Linked DNA regions of Mus musculus: region 1 is linked to region 2. A link is a contact called in public HiChIP or PLAC-seq data. All regions are on one chromosome and are shown on one strand. The core of a region is the stretch at or near the end of the contact, and the rest is flanking DNA. Distances in the headings are between cores, read along the strand shown.

What was found. HiChIP or PLAC-seq counts read pairs in DNA pulled down with a chosen protein or histone mark.
Region 1: a contact with region 2 is called in a RAD21 HiChIP or PLAC-seq map of pro-B cells, with 2.1 times the contacts expected there. The contact joins two enhancer-like sites. A contact is called at or near these places in 3 of 15 datasets of contacts at CTCF or cohesin (CD8 T cells, the NIH/3T3 cell line and pro-B cells), 8 of 484 Hi-C or Micro-C datasets (the AML12 cell line, LSK cells, Th1 cells and 2 more) and 2 of 115 datasets of contacts at active chromatin or transcription factors (the 230-238 cell line and pancreatic cancer cells).

The regions. Positions count from the first base shown.
Region 1 is chr4:95,469,600-95,476,517 of GRCm38.p6, forward strand. All of the region lies in intron 1 of Gm830 (a long non-coding RNA gene), which reads right to left. Among named protein-coding and RNA genes, the nearest start is that of Gm12707, 12 kb to the right of the region's middle. Within about 2 kb of position 5,297, at least 20 of the 459 cell types and tissues checked have an H3K27ac peak or open chromatin away from gene starts, as enhancers often do. A contact at or near this core is called in pro-B cells, where this site is marked.
Region 2 is chr4:95,290,226-95,296,779 of GRCm38.p6, forward strand. No RefSeq gene overlaps it. Among named protein-coding and RNA genes, the nearest start is that of Gm32240, 86 kb to the left of the region's middle. Within about 2 kb of position 4,091, at least 1 of the 459 cell types and tissues checked has an H3K27ac peak or open chromatin away from gene starts, as enhancers often do. A contact at or near this core is called in pro-B cells, where this site is marked.

The DNA.
Region 1 (6,918 bases), core at 4,047-6,546, 180 kb after region 2:
TACTGATTAAAAAAAGAATGGAGACACTTATGAGTGTCTACACAATATACATGATGTGATGAGGAATATATACACACAATATACATGATGTGATAAGGAATAGTTTATTTCTTGTCTACTTGTATTGAAAGTGAAAAACAAAGAATAGAACTATGTAAAGATATATTTCAAATAATTCAAGGCCATTATGTGTGGGTCCAAGTTTTGCCTCTCTGCTAGGGTGCTGTGCCAACAAAATGTGGAGTTCTAGACTGCATTTATCCCTGAGCTGATGTTGTCTGATGCTGTGCTGGAGAGTGAATATACCATGCAGAGGGTGGAAAAACAGAGCCTAGGATGTAGAAGGCCAAAGCTGGAGTTCTCTGATTCCAGGGCATACAGTGCTGGAAAACCACACAGAAGAATCAGGAATAGAGGATCAGGTGTCCCTGGGGCCTGTGATGATGAACATGGGGCTGGGAGCTCCCAAACTCCTAGACATCCAGGCACAGCTGGGTCACATGGAGTTGGAAATGGAGTTGGGGGCTTCAGCCCAACGAAAATGAGTCTGGGGATGGGGGAATGGGGAACTCTGGCTTAGCTCATTTATGATTGTCTTTAGATTAGCAGCAGTTTCTGGGAGTGCAAGGGGCCTTCTGCAGGTGACTTAGGCTTCCAGCTCTATAGGCAAGGGCCTTCTCCATGCTTCCCATGGAGGTTTTTAATGGAAGAGACAGTCCTCGGTTCCAAACTGTTGATCAATTGTTCATCATAGAAAATAGGTGCATGCCACCTCCTCAGAGTTCACCAGAGATTAAGTACCTTTTCCATGGAGGAATGTCCAGGAAGGGGAGCTTATTGGCTAAACCTACAGGGCCTCTAGATATCTCATTAGCATGGAGAACTCTGTTTTGGGCTACGTGACCACAGGCTATGTTTCCTATGATGGAAGTGTGGCACATGTTCCAGGCCAGGAATCTAGTAGGAACAGGGAGCTGTCTACCATCTCAGGTGGGTGCTTGGGTGCTGGGGACTCTGAACCCACTCAAACATACCAAGTTTCCTGGCATGGTCCACTGTCCCACAAATTATGCTTACAATGCTGGAAGAAAATTCATAAATCTCATTTCAAGTCTAATCCTCTGTGATAGACTTAAAAATCAATCGTGTTTCTGTGGAAGCATGCTCAAAGGCAGCTTCAGGAAAATAGCTCTTAGGTCTTTCCTTCTAGGGAGATGGTTCTAGGGTTTTATGACTGTGAAGAGACACCATGACCACGGCAACTCTTATTTAGGAAAACCTTTAATTAGGACTGGCTTACAGTTCAGAGGTTTAGTCCATTATTGTCATGCCAGAAAGCATGGTGAAATGCATGTAGACATGGAGCTAGAGAAGTAGCTGAGAGTTCTACATCTGGATCTGACCAGCAGGCAGTGGAAAGAGAATACCACACTGGGTATGGCTTGAACATCTGAGACCTCAAAGTCTACTTCCTACTGACACATTTCCTCTAACAAGGCTATACCTCCTAATTGTGCCACTGCCTATAGGACCAAGTATTCAAACACATGAGTCTATGGGGGCCATTCCTATTCAAACCACCACAGTCATCAAAATTTTTGGTACTGATTTTGTGGTACTCAGTGTCAGCTGAAAACTGTTTCTTGAAAAGGTCATGTTTTGGTTGAATATGAAATTGGTGGGAAATGAGGAAACTGAAACTTATAGGCAAATTGTATCTTATATATTCTACCAACATCATGTCATGTGAAAAATTAAAAATGGGAATGTCAGAAAGTTTAACACATGCCTTCCGTACAACAACCTTTAAGTAGAAGAGCAGATGTCAAGTTTCTCTATGCTAGAGTCTCTCCTTTTTTCCTCTCATGTCTTGAGATACCTTGCAGTGTTCAATCTAATTGATGCTTAGGAAATGGTGTGAAGTAGAGGAGAAAAGAAGAGATGTTGCCCAAGTGGTACTAATTATCAGGCCAATAGGAGGGAAAGATTGCTGGTAATCTAGTGTATATTATGGTGTTATAACTAATTATATATGCATAAATCAAAACAGATTAGAGGACTTTAAATGTTGCCACAAAACTGAGATAATAAACATGCTACTTAGCTTTATTCCATTATTCTTTACTACATATATTGAAATATCACATTGCGCCACCTAAATGTGTATAATTATTGTAAATTAAATGGAAAATAATATTTAAATATATATTTTTTAAAACTTGAAATAACATTTATTATCTCCAGTGAGTCATGGATTTAAAGGCAGCTGGGCTGAGTGGTTCTGGCTTGGGTGCCTCGTGAAGCTAACAGCCAAGATGTCAACCAACATGTTTTCATCTGAAGACTTAATTGAAGCTGGATGGTCTGCTTCCAATAGCTTTCCATTGCTAATACTCAGGTGCTGGCTGTATTCTTCCCATGTAAACTTCTGCATGATTTCTTGAGTCCCTTCCCAACACAGGATCTGATTTTCATTGGAAATCAGTCCAAAAATTGTGCCACAGGGATGACAGCCTTCTCAAAGCCTAACCTCAGACGTCACAGTGAGTCACTTCCCTCACAATTTATACATTATAATTCTGATCCACATTCAGAGGATGAAGAGAAAGCTTGACTTTAGAAAGGGGGAAAATTGCAGGGTTATTTGAAGGGACCACTCTTAATAACATGGAAAAACTGTTAGCTCTGTGAGCTTTATGTACGGCCTCCACTTTCAAGGCAGAAGCTTTTCGTGTGTCTTGGGTCAAGATCAGACTGCCCATCATGGCCACTAATTCTTTGTATCCTGGAATCCTTCCCAACTGGAGCCAGGTCTGTCTTCACTTAATTTCACATGCCTGACTACTTTTATTGCTTCTAAAGCAGTGATTCTCAACCTTCCTAAGGCTGCAGCCCTTTAATGCAGTTCCTCATGTTGTGATGACCCCAAGTGTAAAATTAATTTTGTTGCTACTTAATAACTGTAATTTTGCTACAGTTAAGAATCATAATGTAAATAGTTTTGGAGATAGAGGTTTGCCAGAGGGGTTGTGACCCACACGCTGAGAACTACCAAATCTAAAGTGTTGTACTATTATATTCCCTATCTGAAAACTCTAAAGAGCCTTCCTTGGTCTCTCTCTGCAACACAGAGATCACCTCTTCATCAGCCTCCCCATCATCTCAGTCCACAGCAGATTCTGTCAGATGCTCTCAGCCTTGGGTGTCTCTATGACACCTTTCCATTGCAGCTATGTAAAGGCGTGCCTGTGATTCATGTGTCTTTCCCACTGTCATTGGCTCTACTAAGACTGCATTTAGTTTTATTCAGCTGGGTCCCCTTTGCACAGCATTACTGAGCACACAATATGTACTTATCCCATTAGAATATGCCAAAAGAATGAAGCCGGAGCCGACGATCTTATAACCGAAGGTATTTGAGCATACCTTCTCTCTGTCTTTTTTTTTTTTTTTCCCTCTCTGACTCTTTTGCAGGTGTGTTTCAGGGAGGTCTGAAATCAGAACAGGGAGACTATGATATGTAGGATCCTGTACTGGCACAACATCTATAAGATGCTGTCCTGCTGTGCTGTGCTTACCACTCCCTACCAAGCTCACTCTGCCTCTCCTATTCCACTTTCCTTTGGCTAGAAGAGCATCTCCCAGAAGGCAGCCTGTCTCAGCGCAGCTAGCCTCCTGACATGTATCCCACACAAGGAAAAACTGTTGGAGTCTCTGAGAACCACTGCCTAGGACTGCAGGAGTCTCCAGAGGCTTCTTTCAGGAACCTTACACAGAGAAGGCTTTCTCCAAATACAAGCCCACAGGGCTTTTAAAAGCACTTCTAAAACGGTGTGTTCCTAGCAGCCATTTTTGATGGGCCTAAGGGATTGTAAGAGCTTCAAAAACTACTACTCAGCCTGTTCCCCCATATGGAGCAAGTTCCATACACGGCAACTTTAAAGACAGAGCCACTTTGGATTTTGCTGTACTCTGTAAATGAAAGCCTCTGCAGGTCCTATCCAAGAGGTTCCAAATGGAGAGTACAGTGTGATACATAGTGCTCATCACCCTAGAGGCCATGTGCTTCTCACAGTGAGCAACTGTCCCAAATTATCACAGAACTGTAAGTAGTCTCCTATAGGAAGCTTGGTGTAAGTCTATCTTCCTTGTTGCCGTCTTTCTTCACATTATAGCATGCTGTGGATTACTACACATTCTTACGCACACAAGCCCTCAAGTATACAATCATCTGCCTGCACACACATGGCCCATGGTGCACCTGGGAAACTGCCCAGGTGTACTGCTTAGCATATGGCCAGCAATGAGTGAGACGAGCATTCGTCTATTGAAGAGTTCTTCCTGCTGCTTTTCTTTGTTTTTACTTCCTCATTTTTTCCTTTCTTCTCTTCTCTTCTCTTCTCTTCTCTTCTCTTCTCTTCTCTTCTCTTCTCTTCTCTTCTCTTCTCTTCTCTTCTCTTCTCTTCTCTTCTCTTCTCTTCTCTTCTCTTCTCTTCTCTCCTCTCCTCTCCTCTCCTCTCCTCTCCTCTCCTCTCCTCTCCTCCCCTCCCCTCCCCTCCCCTCCCCTCCCCTCCCCTCCCCTCCCCTCCCCTCCCCTCTCCTCTCCTCTCCTCTCCTCTCCTCTCCTCTCCTCTCCTCTCCTCTCCTCTTTCCTCCCCTCTCCTACCCTCCTTTCTTTCTTACTTATACATTTCCCTTTCAGTTTTTAACTAAATGAAAATCACATGCCACATATAGAGTGTCTGTTTCAGTGGGAAGAACAGGTTTAGAGGTAGATGGAGCAGGAGGATTTCTCAAGAAGTCTGAAATAAGCCCTCTGAAGACCTTCTATGGTTTGCACAGGAGCCTGAGGTGCAGTATCCTACAATTCATTCTCTTCAAGCCCAATAAAGAATCCCGTTTTACATAAACAGGAGAACTGGGGTCCAAAGAGATTCTATCAGCCTCTATGCACACATAGTTCACTGCTTCCTAGCCATGCCTAACTGCTTAATGCTATAAAACAGATACCAGTGAAGGACACTATGGGAGTGCAGAGGAGGAGAGATTCGCTTTCAGCTAGGTAGATCAGGCAAGATCCTAGGGCTATGGTAAGATAGACACTTTCTTCTTAAACCAGTCTGCTTTGTGCACAAATGACATATCTCCAGTTTATGCTTAAATATCAAAGTTTGCCCAGGGTTGGCGGGGCTTGCTTACTAAATTTCACTCTGATTCAAAACACTGCCCCGAGAGAATGTCCTGTCAATCTTCTTCCTATGACATCTGTTCCACTGCTCAACCCCGACTGCCCACAGGGCAGGAAGTTCTGAACAATTGACACAGTCACTAAGAGAGATTGTTTTTGTTGAGCCACAGGCTGTGTCTCTGTGGTTTCCACCTCCTGATTCTGTGTTCTTGGAGCATCATCAGACTGATGGGTTCCATGATCATGAGAGCATCACGATGTGCAAAGACACCCTGTACATGGTCCCTGAGTGCTTGTCTTCAACTAGACACTCCCATTCCTCCTCCTGGCATGGAGACACAGTAGGACAAGGCAGAAAGTGTGCTGATTCTAGAAACAGACTAATGAATCCTGCTTATCAAACAGCTTAATGACTCAGAGCTTGCAAATATTTGGATAACATAACTCACCTCATAGAGTGTTGCTTTCCTTATTTGCCTAATAAAGATAACTGCAGAGGTGAGTGATCGTCATCCATGTAGATGTATGATCAGCATGCCTGAAAGACTGTAAACTATAGAAGATGTTGTTAATCTGATATGGAAGTCCTGAGCAACAAATTGCTTTCTTCTCCAGGAACAAGCAGGGGAGCTCATTGGAAAGATCACAGGTTGGGATAAACAAGTGTTTAGGGGCCCAAGACATTTACAGTTGACTGAAATCTCTCAAAGGCATTCAAAATGCCTACCTAGAGCAGAAATGCCTAACTTTAGTTTTGCACCCAAATCACCTGGAGATCCTTCCAGAGCAGAATGCTTGGCCTGAAGTTCAGGAAGTTGGGATGGTTCTGGGAGTGTGTCCACCATGTCCCAGGAGGGAAATGATACCTTTGGATCACATTTCGAGAAACCTGATTCTGAAACTAAAGCAGTACTTATGTAATAACAACTTTCACAGGTACTGCGCAGCTGCTTTGTGTATGTCATCATACATAAAGTACACACAATTCTTACATTTCTTCAAAGTAGCCATGTAATTGGGTCTTATTTGTTTATTTCAGGAAGCCTTACTATGTAGTCTAGGCTAGACATGAACTCATAATCCCTCTGACTCTGCTTCCCAAGTGCTGGGGTAACAGGCTCAGGATGACTTTGGAGACAGACACCAATGCTAGAAGTTCATTAACTTTACTTTTGATGGTACCAGAACTAGAGAGAGCATCATCCAGCTCTGATGGCAGGAGGTCTATACCCTCTGTTGCAAAGTTCTTGTAAACCAAGGCACAGAGTGGACCATATTAAAGAGAGCACATCTATAATGGGTAGTTGGATTTGTTTTCAAATGCAGATCCACCTGACCCCAAAGTCTAAGCCCTTTACTCCATCCAGTATGAAAAACATTCCAGCTATGTGCATTCTAGCTAGAAGCCAGGGACCTGCCGGATTTCATTCTGTCCTGTCCTTATTGCTTGACTTCTCCAGGTAATTGTTTCCTTTGTACACTCAATTGGTGGAGTAGAGCTGGCTTTTGTGGGGAATCAAATGAGAGCAGCCGGAGACGAAGTTAGAGCAGCCATTTCTTCATTCTGCCTTAGCTAGTGCTTTTCTTTCAGAGGTTGGAAAGAAACCGGGACTCTGCAAGTGGGGAACCGGCCTGTCAGCTGCACGGGCCTTGGCTTGCAGTGTTCATTAGGGCTGGGCGGGCCTCAGGAGAGCACCTGGGCTGAGAAAAGTAAACTTGTCTCAGTTCTT
Region 2 (6,554 bases), core at 2,841-5,340:
TCAGGCAAGAAATTACTTTTCTTTCAAGTTTTTGCTGCTCTGGATTGATTGAGCAAAAGTTGATGTGGGGACATATTTCATCCCCAGGCATACCTCACTGGAAGCAGAATCCCTTTGTCACCACAGCGTCCTCTCTGATCAGCCAGGCAGGGTGGACAGGCCTCCCTGTGGTGCAGGTGCACTCAAGCAGCCGTCAGCCATCACTGGCTGTACAAGTGACATGCTATGACAGTGCCAGCTCTTCTGGCATCTCCACTGTGATGGTGATTCAGAGCTGTCAACCGGCACAGCTGTGAGGAAATGCCAAAGAAGGATTTATGGGGTGCAGCAGTGACTTTGTAACCCTCATCTGGAAAAGCAGATGCCAATGAAATCAAATGAGTCGGTGTGGCAAGAGAGAGGAGGCACTTACCTACAATGAAATAGGAAACATCCTGCCAGTTCCCAGAAGCATCAGATAGTCAATGGCTCTAATTACTTACAGGGAAAAAAATGCCAAACATTTTAGTTCAATGAAGAGGCAACAGAGGTAGAAAGATATCTGTTGGAAGTCTGATGCCATAGATCCAAGCTGAACCCCAGCTACCCACTAGCTCTATAACTCAGGCAAGTCACTGCTTTTTGGCTTGGTTTTCCTTCATCTCTATAATAGCCTTACATAGCTGATGTTGGAATGATGAATAAATCAGTCAGTGAAAGTCATTCACTGTGGCCTCTTGTATAGCGAGGGTACACTAGAACATGATGGACCACCCCCATATGGTGGGTATTGAATTCTGGGGTAGAAGCACGGGGTAGCAGACTGTGAAGTATCAATGGATGTGGTGTTGACTGTGATATGGTGTGATGCTGAAGACCACTTCAGAGTTCACCGTAGCCTGAATATCCAGCATTTATAATGGCCCAGCAGCTACAGTTGGAAAGAAGGAGATAGAATAAGGCTCAGGGCAACCAGAAGAGCAACCACCTCAGGCCATAATGGCTCTTTCCCAGCAAAGGTGAGCTAAGTGTTCGGTCAATTACAGATTTGCTGAATTTCTAACTACCAGATTCTGGGAACTCAAGGACAAACAAAAAGGCAAACGTCTCTCCTCTCTCTGGCTCAGAATTGGGAAAACAAGCCCAAACAATGACAAGCAGTGGAGTGATGAGCTAGAACATGTGACACAAACCTAGGATGGAGAGGAGAGGTTTCCTAATGGAGCCATCATCACAGCCAAAGTCAGAGCAAGAAATAAAGATTTCAAAATTAATGTGAGACTTGAATCCTAACCTCCCAGGGGGCTGTTTGCCCGTTTCCACCCTGACCAATAACATCTTGGGCTTTGTAGGAGTTTGTAGAACTTTCCCCACTTGGATGAAATACACAACTCAGCAGAAATTCATTGATGAATTCAATACAACATTAGTTGTGTGCTGCTATCTTTAAGGGCAATGGCTTCAAGTCCTTAGTGCATCAGAATCTTGCTTGTGGAAGGTGACCACTAGACCTAAACCTCTGAACTTCTAATTCAAGCAATGTAAGGAGGGGCCAGAGAATCCAGCATTTCAAGTTCCCAAGTGATATATTGAAAGAAACCTTTTAAAAAAGAAATTAAGGGCAGTTAAGTCAGCAAGGAATCGTATTTCCTGACCTTTCCTCTTCTCCTTTGTGATAATTAGCCAAGTGCATCAGATTGTGAAGTCAAGCTCTCACCAATGGAGTGAGATGTGGTCACCTATGTGAGAGATAAAGAACAGAAGTCATGTTATCAGTTATGCTTTCTAGACTTTTTTTTTTTAATAAAAAAATTCCTCCTATGCTTCATTCCCTTTGCGTGTTCCTTTGTGCAATACTTAGATCATTCCTTGTTTGTTTCTGACAATGTCCATGCTGTCTGCTGGTGAACTGCACTTTATGTCTTAGGGGAAGCAGTTCAGTTTCTGGAGGTGCTACTCAGGGCACAAGGTTGTTTCTAAATTTTCCTTAGTGTTTGTGGAGAGATGGAAGGTCTCAGTCTAGGCCGCTAGTGTCCTTCTAGGAAGGATCCTCTGACGACTCTGTTCTAAAACATTGATTATGTAAGCAAATCACGCAACCAAACCCTGCCTTAGTGTTTACGTTTTACTATATAAACACATTTAGATTTTTTTCTCTTTATTTTCTGAGGGGAAAATGAAAAGATTTTTTTTTTTTGCCAGATTCTGTGGTTTGAATGTTTGTGCCCCACCCCCCAATCCATATGTTGACATTTTAATTCTGTATGTGATGATATTAGAGCGTAGGCTTTTATGAGGTGACTAGATCATGGTAGAGGCCTCCTAAATAGGATATGTGCCATTATTAAAGAAACACAAATGGACTAATCATGCCTTCTTACCATGTGGGCACAGTGGTAACATGTCCTTATAAGAGATTGAATCTTGCCAGAGACTTCTCCAGATCTGTGAGGAATAGGCATTTCTTTTGTTGTTTTTTTGTTTTATGAGCCACCCAGTGTACTGTATACTGTTATTGCAGCCCAGATAGGCTCAGGCCCTTCTTGAAATCAACAAGCTACAAGCACACAGGATCAGTGTCCTCTTCAGTGGTTTTTCCCTCAGGTCTGTTTTCCTCAGGCATGTGGATCCCAAAGTCTGTACTAAACTTCAGCTGAGTCACATTTCATCACACCACATTAATGGCTCCTGGGCTGTGATGGATGAAATGTACAGTCTCGTATCCTGGAGTCAGAAGTCCAGGTCAACACTTCATTGAGATTATTGAGCCTCTTTATGCCTTCGAAGAATGATGGAGGGAGTGATAATCAAAAGCTCCACAGTTGTTGCCATTCCTCTGTGGCACTATGCCTCCAGGACACAGCTATAGGTGTTTAATAGCTTTTGTCTGGACCTTTGCAGTGCCATTCTAAGGGATTTCTCTGCCCCCAGGGGACCTTTCCAAATCTCCCTGAGAGAACCGGTGTAAGGCAAGAGTCTGATCATGCCCTTCTCCTTTCCTCGTGGAAAACTGACTTTACACTCAAGGGAGCAAGGACTGCACCTGGCAGGGACAGACAGACAGACATTCCATGTGAGGGCATGGGCAAGCAGGTGTGGCAGGGACCTTGATGAACTGGAGTTTGGCTGACTTACAGCATTCAAATTTGGAATTCTGGAGAACAGGCTCTGTCTTGGGACAGAGTTTTTAGCCTTTACTGCCAATAGACTTGGCCACAATATGAAACCTGAAGTTTTTTACTTTGGTTGATGAGGTTCAGCCTCCTTCTTGGTGTGCCCTGGTGACTTAATCCTATGACTGTCAAACTGCAGTTTTCCCACATTCTCATACTGGTCCTTGGCTCATTCCCCTTGATGAAACCTGGCACGCCTGATTTTGCTCGTCCTTTGCTGAAATGCTCCTCATTCCAGACTCTTCCCCCAGCTCACCTTCTCTGATCTCAGATGCATTTCCCCAGATGGACTGTGTATGTGTGTGCTGCCCCAATACTACCTGTCGCTCTCCTCATCATGATCAGTATCTGGTTGTAATTGTGGTTTTGTTGGTTTGTGTTTTGTTTTATTTTTCTCCACTTCCCCTGCTAAGATATATGTGCCAGAGACTCCAGAGACTAAGCGTTAACCATCTTTGTGCCTAGAATAAATGGAGTTTTCTATCATTGTTAAATGAAGAAGTGAGAAGGCAGGTGACCCTGTAGTAATGGTCAGGAATTTAACCAGTGCATGGTATAAAAATTGCTCCAATTATTTATACTGAAAAGTAGGGAGGGACTGCATCTCTTTCTCTCCATAACAGGAAAGGTTAGACCCAGTGGAAAGAAAAATTAAAGAGTAGTAATGTTACTTAATTAATTACTAAATTCTACTTTCCTTTTTGATGATTCAAACTTCTGGGCTTGGCCTGGTATATTGGCACACATCTTTAATACCAGCATTTGGGAAGCAAAGGCAGGGAATCTCTGAGTTCTAGACCAGCCTGGTCTAAATAGTGAAATCTTGTCTCAAAAAAAAAAAAATTGCTTCTGTGCTGTACTTAAACACTATCCCTCACTGTTGATTTGAATTCTCGAGAGTCTGTTTACCCAGTGGGATAGTTACCCACAGTTACTGTCACTAGATGGCGGACTTCCCTTTGATTGCTTATAGACAGGGGTTCTTCTTTGTCCTATTTAAGGTATGACACCCCCCACCCCCCACCCCCCCCCCGTAGGAAATTCAGCACCTTTCATGGATGGAATATCTACCTGAACTTAGAACAAAGTGCCACAAACTTGGGGACTGATAAACCGTAGCAACTGTCTCTTAAAGTTTAGGAAAATGGGAAGCCTAAGGTCAAGGTGTTGAAGATTCAGTGCTTGTCAGTGGCCTAGTTCTTCAAATATGAAGGCTTCTGGCCTTTTCCCCACTCACGGGAGTGGTAAAGAAGTGGTCTGGCACTTGCTAAAAGAAGAGCACTTGCTGTGGTTCAACTCTTTGTGTTTCATGTTGGTATTTGGTTTCTGATACAGGAATATTACCAGGTATGGCCTTTGGGAAGTCACTCGGTCAGCAGTGCTCCTTCCTTATAAAGGGGATTCTGACCCTCTAGAATGAAGCTCCAGTGGGCACTTAGCCCACTTTCGTCCTTTCTGCCATGTGAAGACGTAGTATCCATCCTTTCAAGAGGATGGAGCAAGGGACCATCTTAAAAGTCAAGATCGGTTTTCACCATACTCCACATCAGCTTGATTGTGGACATTCTAGCTTCCAGAATTGGGAGAAATAAATTTCTATTACTTATAGATAGTCTGGTCTGTAATACATTTTACAGCATCATATATGGACACAGGCACTAATCCTGCTCACAAAGGCTCCATCCTAATTGGATCTCAATGCCCCATCACTTTCTAATATTATCACCTTGGGTTGTAAAATTTTGACATGTGATATTGCATGGGAAGCAGAGAATTTAGAATAGATCAATGTCTGTGGGCATTTGAGTGTAGTGAATTTCTTCAAGCTTAAGTGGTACAGTTTTCAAGACCAAGACTAGATGAACAAGATCTACAAAGCTAAACAAAGATCTGCAGGCATAAATCGAGAGAGGGATAACTTGCTGCATCATGAAAGTATTCTGTTAAGCCAGGCGTGGTGGTGCACGCCTTTAATCCCAGTACATGGGAGGCAGAGGCAGGTGGATTTCTGAGTTTGAGGTCAGCATGGTCTACAGAGTGAGTTCCAGGGTTCCAGAGTTCCAGCCGGGGTTATACAGAGAATCCCTGTCTCAAAAACAAACAAACAAACAAACAAACAAACAAACAAAGTACAAACAAAAAAGTACCCTGTTGACTATCCTCCATCCATCCCCAACAGGGATCTTGTCAGTGACTTCATGGAAGCCATCTATAGAATGAAGCCTCATCTATAAAATGAAGAGGTCAAGCTACATGGACTATTAGGTTCTCTGGCTTAAAAACTGCCTTCTCTTCCCCAGTTCCTGTGATGGCTCATTCTTCTATATTTTCATCTACATTTCCCTTGTCCTACAGGGGGCCTGGCCATCGGTGATTAGCTTTCCTAACAAAACTTTACTCAACTCTCAAGGACTCCACCATATGTCGTTTAGCAAAAGCAGTCATGAAAGATCAACATAACATCTGGATCTTCTTGGAGAGACAAGCCTCACATTCCTACCCTCACTGCAAAATGGATTGGCCTTGACCTGGGGCCACACCAGGAAGAAGGCACGCTTTGGGGATAGGGGCCTCTTGGTAGCTGGTTGAAGTTGGTCATCACATGGTCCCGGAAGCCTGAGGAATGAGAGGTATTTGCCTTCCTGTAAATCTCTCAGAAGAGTTAGGATTATCTCAGGTCAAGCTGACAATGTGCGTCTTGATGGAAAAGGAACCTCAGGTTTAATAGTCATTTAGAAAAAGCCTATGCAATTTTGTTCCCTATGGTAGAGCTATAGTATCAGACAAATTTGAGGAGAGGGTAATGAAAATGAAGTTGAGAGCCCAGGCAGCATGGTTTTATGCGTAAGAGTGTATTCACTGATTAATGTTTTCACTGTCAATCGAAGGTATGTGGAGCCGACAGGGCTGGGCTCCTGTCTTGGCTCTCATCTCCCCAAGAGCATCTGCAAATTAAGATGAGATCCAGGAAGATGCAGTTAAATCTCAGGTCTGCTCCTTGAACCCAACTTATTTGTAATTCCAAGAATGGGAACTCTTCCCAAGGCAGCTCATTTCACTGTTGGGTGGCAAACACTGTCAGGGGTTTGGGGGTTTTGTTTGTTTGTTTAGTTGGTTGGTTTGTTTTTATGAATGGTGCCCTCGAATCGATCTCTTTAACACAGCCTCAATGTGCATTAGAATGAAGTCAATTTTTTGAAGATGTTTTCACATCCTTCCCAGGTAATCTACTCTCATATGGAACACATATTATGCTCTCAGCTCTTCCTTATACTGAAGGGTTTCTAGATACCCCACTCCTCTGGCTGTCCCGACTTCCCTTCCAGAATCATAGTGCCCCACTGTCTTTCACACAGAGTGGGGTCAGAAGTATACATGGTCATTCCACTGCTGAGAGCAGAG